Regions from separate parts of the Sus scrofa genome. Here region 1 is linked to region 2. The links are chromatin contacts, called in public Hi-C maps. All regions are on one chromosome and are shown on one strand. The core of a region is the stretch at or near the end of the contact, and the rest is flanking DNA. Distances in the headings are between cores, read along the strand shown.

Evidence for each region. Hi-C and Micro-C count contacts between places; a contact is called where the count stands out from the background.
Region 1: a Hi-C map of liver shows a contact between it and region 2, with 4 times the contacts expected there. The contact joins the promoter of ZNF581 here to the promoter of BRSK1 in region 2. A contact is called at or near these places in 4 of 47 Hi-C or Micro-C datasets (fetal skeletal muscle, liver, mesenteric adipose tissue and 1 more).

What each region holds. Positions count from the first base shown.
Region 1 is chr6:59,739,794-59,744,353 of Sscrofa11.1, reverse strand. ZNF581 (zinc finger protein 581) reads right to left here and starts at 2,942. Exons shown (of 5, transcript XM_021095062.1): 1 at 2,859-2,942; 2 at 1,668-1,741. It overlaps ZNF784 (zinc finger protein 784), which reads left to right and starts at 2,989. Exons shown (of 2, transcript XM_003356071.4): 1 at 2,989-3,102; 2 at 4,478-4,560. The coding sequence starts at 3,025.
Region 2 is chr6:59,466,439-59,470,994 of Sscrofa11.1, reverse strand. It overlaps BRSK1 (serine/threonine-protein kinase BRSK1), which reads right to left and starts at 2,706. Exons shown (of 19, transcript XM_021094996.1): 1 at 2,206-2,706; 2 at 648-742; 3 at 469-554. The coding sequence starts at 2,341.

The DNA of each region.
Region 1 (4,560 bases), core at 1,693-4,192, 270 kb before region 2:
CAGCTCCGATTGGACCCCTAGCCTGGGAACATCCATATGCCACAGGAAGTGGCCCTAGAAAAGGCAAAACAAACAAAAAGATAGTGCATCACAGTGTTCTCTGCTGCACTATTTTTAAAACACCCAGACATGTGAGCAACCTAAATATCCAAAGGAATGAATAAACAAGAGGTGATACGTGTGTGTGTGTGTATCCTGAATCACTTGGCTGTACAGGTGATGCTGACAAAGTATCATAAATCAACTATACTTCAATAAGAAGGAAAAAAAAACTGGACCCAAACCAATGCCCATCAACAGGAGAAGGAAGAAATGCAAGGTGGCTTGACCGTGATCAGGACATCACACCGGTACTGACAGTGACTCGATTACAAGCACTGATGTTTACAAATGTAAAAACGTGTGTGTGTGTGTTGGGGAGCTGGGGGAGCTAGAGAAGGTTACACTGAAGTGATATCTTTGTTGTTGTTGTTGTTGTTGTTTTTGTCTTTTTTGCCATTTCTTGAGTCGATCCTGCGGCATATGGAGGTTACAGGCTAGGAGTCGAATCGGAGCTGCAGCCGCCGGCCTATGCCAGAGCCACAGCAATGCGGGATCCGAGCCGCGTCTTCGACCTGCACCACAGCTCACGGCAACGCCGGATCCTTACCCCACTGAGCAAGGCCAGGGATCGAACCCACAACCTCGTGGTTCCTCGTCGGATTCGTTAACCACGGCGTCACGACAGGAACTCCCCTGAAGTGATATCATTTATCCCAAAAGTGTTAGCATAAGCAGAACAATATGGCATCATTTCATGTACGGAGCAAACCAAAGAAGACATGTGTGGGAATGATAAACAGAAAATGCAAAATCTCGGGAGTTCCCGTCGTGGCGCAGTGGTTAACAAATCCGACTAGGAACCATGAGGTTTCGGGTTCGGTCCCTGCCCTTGCTCAGTGGGTTAACGATCCGGCATTGCTGTGGTCTGTGCTGTAGGTCGCAGACGCGGCTCGGATCCAGCGTTGCTGTGGCTCTGGCGTAGGCCGATGGCTGCAGCTCCGATTCAACCCCTAGCCTAGGAACCTCCATATGCCTCGGGAGCGGCCCAAGAAATAGCAAAAAAAGACAAAAAAAAAAAAAGAAAGAAAGTAAGAAAGGAAATGCAAAATCTCATAAGGGGAAGGAGGCAAGAGAAGGGGATGTTACACAGATGGCTGAGATTGCATCTGTAAAGTTGTATGGTTTAAGTTCATTAAGGAGTACAGGGAGCTATTTATATACTTCTGAATTTTTCTTTTCTTTTGTTTTTTTTTTTTTTTTTTTGCTCCCACGGCATATGGAGGTTCCCAGGCTAGGGGGTGAATCGCAGCTGTAGCTGCCGGCCTACGCCAGAGCCACAGCAACGCGGGATCTGAGCCACGTCTGCAACCTACACCACAGCTCACGGCAACGCCGGATCCTTAACCCACTGCACAAAGCCAGGGATCAGACATGCATCCTCATGGATCCTAGTCAGGTTGTTAACCACTGAGCCACGAAGAGAACTCCCCAAATGAGTATTTTAAATGCTATCTATCCGAGGAAGACTTGCACCAGGTTCTGGTCACACACCCTGGAATTTCGTCTAATGGAAACAGATTCCCAAGCAGGAACAAAAAGCGGTGAACATTTCAGCAGACTCTTACCTTGTGCTGAAGTGGACACCTACCGCTTCCACTGTCATTTCACTGGGCAAAGAAAACCACGTGGCCACGTCTAACTGCAAAGGAAAATACAACCCTATCATGTTCCCTAAAGAGGGAGAACCGAATTTGCGCATGATCGTCACGTTCAGTCATCCACCCTGCCCTTCCAGGAAAACAATTTAAGAGTGTTCCAGCGATCTCGCATCTCTCTGTTTTAGTGGGTTTCGCAACCCTCTACAGATGTATGCATAAATGCAGGCATGGTCAGAAGTAGCGCGATGACCTCTCCAAGGTCACACAGCCGGGCCAAGGAACGAGTAACTGGACAGCTGAGCCCTCAGCCCTGTCCTTGTAACTGCCGAAAACCCCTGCCCTTGGGCTCTTGCCTTCAAAGGCGCATTTCCCAAACTTCACACAACCTGTGGATACTTGCTAATGAATCCCAGTACCACTAGTGTGGCAGTCGGTTCAGTATATTTTTGCAAAGGGACTTAAAAGTCCTTACATTTGTAACCTTTGCCTCACTGAGTTATCTCGAACCAGGGAGTAGGTGACCACAAAAACGTGTAGTGTGAACACAACAAAGGTTGTTCAATTCTGGTGTCAAGTGACCGCCAGAGCCTACTCATGGAGATTAAAAAGAGAAATTAGGGAGTTCCCGTCGTGGCGCAGTGGTTAGCGAATCCGACTAGGAACCATGAGGTTGCAGGTTCGGTCCCTGCCCTTGCTCAGTGGGTTAACGATCCGGCGTTGCCGTGAGCTGTGGTGTAGGTTGCAGACGCGGCTCGGATCCCGCGTTGCTGTGGCTCTGGCGTAGGCCTGTGGCTACAGCTCCGATTAGACCCCTGGCCTGGGAACCTCCATATGCCGTGGGAGCGGCCCAAGAAATAGCAAAAAGACCAAAAAAAAAAAAAAAAAAAAGAAATTAGAATTAGCTCACAGGAGAGTTCCCGTCGTGGCCTGGCACAAACGAACCCGACAAAATCAGGAGGGATCCGTGGTTCCGCTCAGGGGGTTAAGGATCCAGCGTTGCTGTGGCTGTGGTGCAGGCCGGCAGGTGCAGTTGCGATTCGATTCCTAGTCTGGGAACCTCTATACGCTGCGGGTTCGCCCTAAAAAGACACGTACACAAAAGAATTAGCTCAGAGCCACCCCAGCGCCCCACGCAGGCTGTCTCTTGGGGGCACTGACAGGCAATTAGGAAGAAATTCACCACTTTCTCCCTGGGGATGGAGAGAGCCAGCTCCCGGGAAGCCCCGCCCCTCCTCCAGGCCGCCTGCGCGGGGCCCCGACGCCAGCCTAGGCCCCACCCCCTCCGGATTGACCTCTGGCATTGGGGGCGGGGCCTGGGGACAAGATGGCTGCCGCGCGCCCGGAGTCGCCGAGTCTGAGCTCAGCGGGCCCGGAGCCGCGATCCCCGGAACCTCCGGACCTGGTGCGGGCGAGGAAGGGCCCCGGCGCGGGGGCTCTAGGCGGCAGGAGGTCGCAGGGGTGGGGGTGGGGCTTAGAGCTGGGCGGGGGAGGTATTTAGGGCTATGGCCCTGGGGGCGGGGCTTCTCGTGGGGGCGGTGTGAGGTTGGAGGGGCGTGGCCGGAGGAGGAGGGTGGGCGGGCCAAGTCAGAACTGGAGAGGGATCCACCCGAGCGAGGAGTCCGAGGGATTGAGTTTGTCTAATGAGGGGGCGGAGCCTTCAGAGGGCGGGACCTCATGAATTTTAGGGTTCCGGAACCTGGGTGGAAGGTTGGGAAGGTGACCCTGGAAGAGAAGGGTGTGGGGTTATGGTTGGGTCACCCACTTCGGGGTAGGGGGATGATTCTGCAAGAGTCTAAGTGCTACCCAAGAGAGGATTTGGGGGCAGAAGTGCCTGCTCCAGCTGCCTTTGGACCCCACTCAGGCTGAGAGCGTATCTGAGGACAGTCTTTCATTCAGCAGACATTTACTGTGCTCCCACTTGGGCTAGACAGATGGAGAGGTGAAGGCGGCAAATAAACTATCCTCTTGGAGCTTGCAGCCCAGAAGAGGAGAGAGACAATAAAGAAGTCTTATTGTGTTATGTTCGATAAAGAGTGAGCTGATAGAGCGGCGCGGAGGGGAGCTAAATTTAGTCGAGAGAGAAGTCAGCTGTGTGCCGGCTTATATTTACACTGGGGCCAGAGAGATAAGCGGGAGGCAGATCGTGATGGATATGAATTAAGGCTTTGGATTTTAAGTGCAGTGGGTGTCATGGGAGGGTTGCGAATGGGAAAATGACTTCCATCTGTTCCCGTTTTCAAAAGGTCATTAAGGCTGCTTTGGGAAAATGGGTTATGAGGGAGCCAGGCAGAGGACCAGAGGCAGTCAGAGGTTCAGGACACTTGGCAAAGAATGTTTGCCTTATGAAGTTCCCCAGTGGCCCGAGGATTCCACGTTGGTGCTGTGGCAGCTTGCGTTGCTGCTGTGGCACCTTGGGTCGCTGCTGTGGCACCTTGGGTCGCTGCTGTGGCACGGGTTCAATCCCTGGCCCAGGATCATAGGCCTGCTGCGAGGGAGGCCCCCTCAAAAAAAAAAAAAAAAAAAAAAAAGGTGCAGTGAGGTAATTGGCTTTTCACTGGGATGGAGGAGAGAGATGGCTGGATCTGTGGACCATTTCAGACGGGAGGGGAAGTCTTCAAAGGCACGTAACAGAATCCCGGGCCGGGGAAGCAGCGGAGAGCTGAATCTAGAAATCGAGGGATCCAGCATGCTACAAAAGGGAGGTGTTTTAATAATCAGGTGGGGAGGCCTTGAGGCAGAGGCCACAGGCTCCTCTGTTTCTTCTCCCCCTCACCCAGGTCCTGGTGCCTGATGATGGCCGCCCGGCCACCCCCCCGAGCGACCTCGTCGAGATCCAGGTGGTGAAGGTGACCGACACCAC
Region 2 (4,556 bases), core at 1,457-3,956:
AGCGTTTAGGAAGAGGCAGGGTTTCCTGGTCCTGGGGCTCTGCTAGGCCCCCTTGCCCTGGCAAAGGGGATGGGGATCTGCTCTTGGCAAGTTGAGTCTTGCTGACGGCATCCAGATTAGCCAGTGCAGAGAGTTCCCTGCAATGCAGTAGGGGGAGGGACTGGGGCTGGAGAGGAAGGAGGAGGGATCAGTCTCTGTCCCCCAATCTGGATGGCTCAGGCTTAGCTGTCCTGTTGTTGGGGTACGATAAGCCCTTAGTGTCAGGCCAGGTCAGTGTGGGAACAAGGAAGATTATGAGTACATTGTGGGGGGTTTTGTACTTATGCAGTAGAGAAGGGACTGGCCCTTCAGTGGCCCCGCTAGGAGAGCTCAAGTGTCCCCAGGCCCCTCCATGCCTTGTTTCTGGAAATGTGCCACCCTAGGAACTTGGGGAGGGCGCATTGGGGCTGGGTGTCTATAAATACCTACAAATATTTCTTGTTCTCGTAGACGTCGTGGAGCTTGAGGACGTGTGGGTGTTCAATGAGTTTCAGGATGGCGATCTCCCGCTCCACCTGCAGGAAAAGGAACGGAGGTCAGCGTGGCCTCCCTCCCTCCCACCTGCCCGCAGCCCCAGAGGGTCCCTGCTCCCCTGGAGCACAGCACACCTTCATCAGCACCGACTCGGACAGCTTCTCCCGGTTCACGATCTTGATGGCGACCTTCTGGCCCGTGATGCAGTGCACCCCAAGTTTAACCAGACCTGGGGGAGTGGGATTCAAAATGTGGGGTGTGTGGCCAGATCATTCTCCCTGCTTCTGTCTCCTAAGCAGCCCCCCTCCCCAGACACCCCATCTCCTCCTCCTTTCCCTGCTGGCTGTTTAATGGTGGCTTGAATCACCTGGACCTGAACTCCTGGGGGCTGGCAGCCACAATTTCCACAAAACACAGTTCTCTTCCTGCTCCCCGATTGTCCATCCACCTACCTGCCTCCCCTCCCTCCACAGCCACCCTTGAGTCTCACCCTGAGGCTCCATCCTCCTGCTGTGCCCGTTTTTAAGTCCATCTCTTCACATATTCTTGCCTGAGTCTCCAGAGTTCTGTGTTCTCCAGTCTGCCTCCTTCAAACAAACCTCTCTCTCTCTCTCTCTCAAGCCATCACTTCCTTGATCTCTCTGCCCTTTCATCTTCCAGAGACACCATGTCTCCCAAGGAATATAATCTTATGATTGCCCTTCTCCCAGACCATCCTCCTCCACTTCCTCTCAAACCCCGGCCTCTCCATCCCCTTCTTTGCTCGTTTCATAACAGTTGCAGCTGGGAACATGCAAACCCTGAGTGTGCCCCCTCCCCAAGGGAAAGCCCCAAAGCCACAGACCCAGGAGTTCAGATGCCCAGCCCCTCCGCCCTCAGACCCCCAAAGGCAGGCCTGCAACCCCTTCCTTCCCCACAACTCAGGAATCAGGTCAACAACACCTTCACACTTTTGGCACTAGGATATGGGGTCTGACCCTTTCCCGGGCCTGGCCCTCAGCTTCATAGAGACCAGAGGCTCAATCCTGAACTTCCTGACCAGGACACAGGTGTTCAGCTCCCTCTTACACCCACCTCCCACCGGGCAGGAGAGAGGTCAGAGCGAAAAGACCCCCGCCTGCACGTCCACAGCCACCGCCAAGGGATCTGCCTCCTGAATTCACCTTTCTACCTCTCCAGTCCTGGTGCCCACCCTGAGCCAGGATGCTGCAGAGGGGTCAGAATGCTATAGCCCATGACCCCAGCCTTACTTCCCCTGTCCCCCTCCCCAGGACAGAGGCCCTCCTCGGCCAGAGGTCCGTGCAGAGGGAAGAAGCTTCCCGCGGCGCACCCTCATCTCGCACCTCACCCCAGCCTGCGGCTGTACTGCAGCAAGGACCTCAGCTCCTGGCCTGGATCCTGGCTGCAGGCCCGCCTCCCTTTCCCACTGTGGTCCCAGAACCCCCCCACACACACCTTTGGGCCCTAGCACCTTCCCCCAGGAGCTCTGATCCCCGGGCCTCCTCCTCCCCAGGACCCCAGAGTCTGAGCCCTCACCCACCTCCATCGTGGGGACCAGGCAGTCTAGATCCCGAGTCCCTTCTCTCAGGGGTCTGGGTAGCCAGCCTTTGCCGTTTGAATCCCCAGGAGTCCCGCCCTCTGCCCCTCATCTCCCCTCGCCCCCGGCCCCCGGTGTCGCCTCCCCTGGCTCACCTGTCTGCCCTTTGCCCAGCGTCTTCTCCAGCCGATAGGGGCCCACATATTGGGCGTGCTGGGGTGGGTGTGGGTGTGGGTGCGGGAGGTGGTAGGCGGGGGAGCCCCCGCCCCCCTCCTTGCCCCCAGACGACATGATGCCCTTGGTACCGGCCCGACCGGCCCCCCGGCCGCCCCCCCTGCGGCCGGTAGCCCCGTCCCTCCGGTGGGGGCCGGCGACCGCTCCGTCCCGGCCCCCCCGGCTGCCCCCCACCTCTCCGGGGGTCCCCAGGGGGCTGGGCCGGGCCCCCCCAGTCGGCGGGCCGCGAAGCTGGGGGAGGGGGGGCTGGCCCGGGGGGGTCAGGCCCCGGGAGTCAGCATGGCCCGGGGGGGGCTGCGCGGCCCCCCCTCCCCAGGCCTTCTCTGGCCGGCCCCTCTCTTCCTGCGCCTCCCCCCGCCGGGGGGGTCTGAGGTGCGGGCCGGCGGATGCTGCAGGCCGAGGTCCCCCCGCCCCCCCACGCGCCCTCTCTCCTCCGCCTCCTCCTCCTCTCCGCCTCCCCCCGCCACCTCGTCCTTTCTCTCCGGCACGCTGACATCACCATCCGGGGACTCCGGGCCCTTCCCCAAAGTTAACCCTTTCGGAGGGGGGAGGGGGGAGCGGGGCAGGGGGCGGGCCTGGGAGCTGGAGGGATGGCGAGGAGGTGGGAGGATGCTGGGAGGGATGGAAGGATGCAGGAGACAGGATGGAGGGAGAGCGATGCGGCGCAGCGAGGCAGGGGCAGAGCTGGAGCTACACAAAGGGAAATGAAATCCATCCGAGTCGAGTTGGGAAAAGAGACGGACCGCGGCGGGGTGGGGGGTGGGGGGAAATGGAGCCCAGCAGAAACAGGGCTGGGGCGAAAGAGGGAGATTGGGGCACACGTCCAGGTGGGCAGAGACAGGAGAGAAAGAAGGAAAGGAGAGCAGGGGGACAGAGAGACAGGGAGGTGGAGAAACCCAGAGACAGAGATGGAGACGGAGGCAAGAGAGCTGGAGAGACAGGGTGTTGCGGGAGAAAGGAGGCAGGGAGCCATGGAGAGACAGATGGGAAGAGACGAACCCAGAAAACAGAGCCAGAGACGGGGAGAGACCTTAAGGAAAGGAGGGGACAGCCGAGAGAGACAGAGCAGTGGGGGAGAGAAATGGAGAAAAAGAGAGGGATGGGGCAGAGAGGGGCAAGATGTCACAGGCGAGGCACAGCGGGGGAGAGGGCAGGGAAAGGATGCGGGGTCAGAGAGCAGGAGGAAAACCACCTGAGGGAGCATTGGAAAGGGGCACGGGGCTGGGGGCGGCAGAGAACAAAACAGAGCCAGGTAGAAGGAGAGCTGGAGACAGACAAAGAGAGACAAAGAGGAACAGAGGCGGGGACCGCAAAAGATGGGGGGTACACAGAGGTGAAGGGCTAGAAGCTGGGGGGAGATGGCACAGATTGGAGGGCAGAGGATGGGGGAGGCAGAGGGAAAGAACTGGGGGCTTTGCTGATCCAAGACTCATCTCTGTCTCTCCAGACCCCCAAGCTGCCCACCCAGGCCCCCTTTCCCCACAAGCATCAGGGTCCCCTAGCCACCCACAGGCCAGGGTGCATGTTTTTAGATCATCTTGGATCCACATGTCCATTTAGGATCCTCCATCCTCCTACAGAGAAACTTCCAGAAGCCCTTGAGGCCCCTGTGTATTTTTTTTTTCAGGTCCCTGTCTCTTCCTTGTGCCCAACACAGCCTCCCCCAGATCTTCACACGGGCTGCAATATACTGTCTGCTCCACTGCCCATCCATGGACCTGTGCACAGCCAGACTTCCACATAATTTGGCTCTGTCAGGCACCCGTGTCATGCCCAAATCGCCTATAGAGCGTACCCGTGAGCCTTAAGTCCGCTGGTCAAGCACGTTCATTCCGTGAATCTACCATGAGTGCCAAATCTGAGCCACGTGCTCTTCCAAGTGGTGAGGGTAGAGCAGTGAGCCAAGTCAACCAAGATCCCTGTCCTGGGGAGCTCCCCCTGCAAAGGATGAGGCAGGTGAGAAATGATCAAAACACAAGATATGTTACAGAGTCGCCATGGGGGATGCAGAGGCGACGAGGGCAGGGAAGGGGGACGGGGAGTGTAAGTTGAGCAGGATGTGACTTTGCACATAGTGCCGAGAAGCCTCCGCCACGAAGGGACATTGAGGGAAGAGGCGCCTCAGAGGCAGGTGGATAAAGTGTCAGGAGCCTTCCAGGCAGAGGAAACAGCTGTGCAAAGGCCCTGTGGCAGGTGTGTGCCTGGTGTGTTATCGGAAAGTGGAAGGGCCAGGGTGGTCGGAAGGCGATGAGATGAGGAGGCAGATCACATA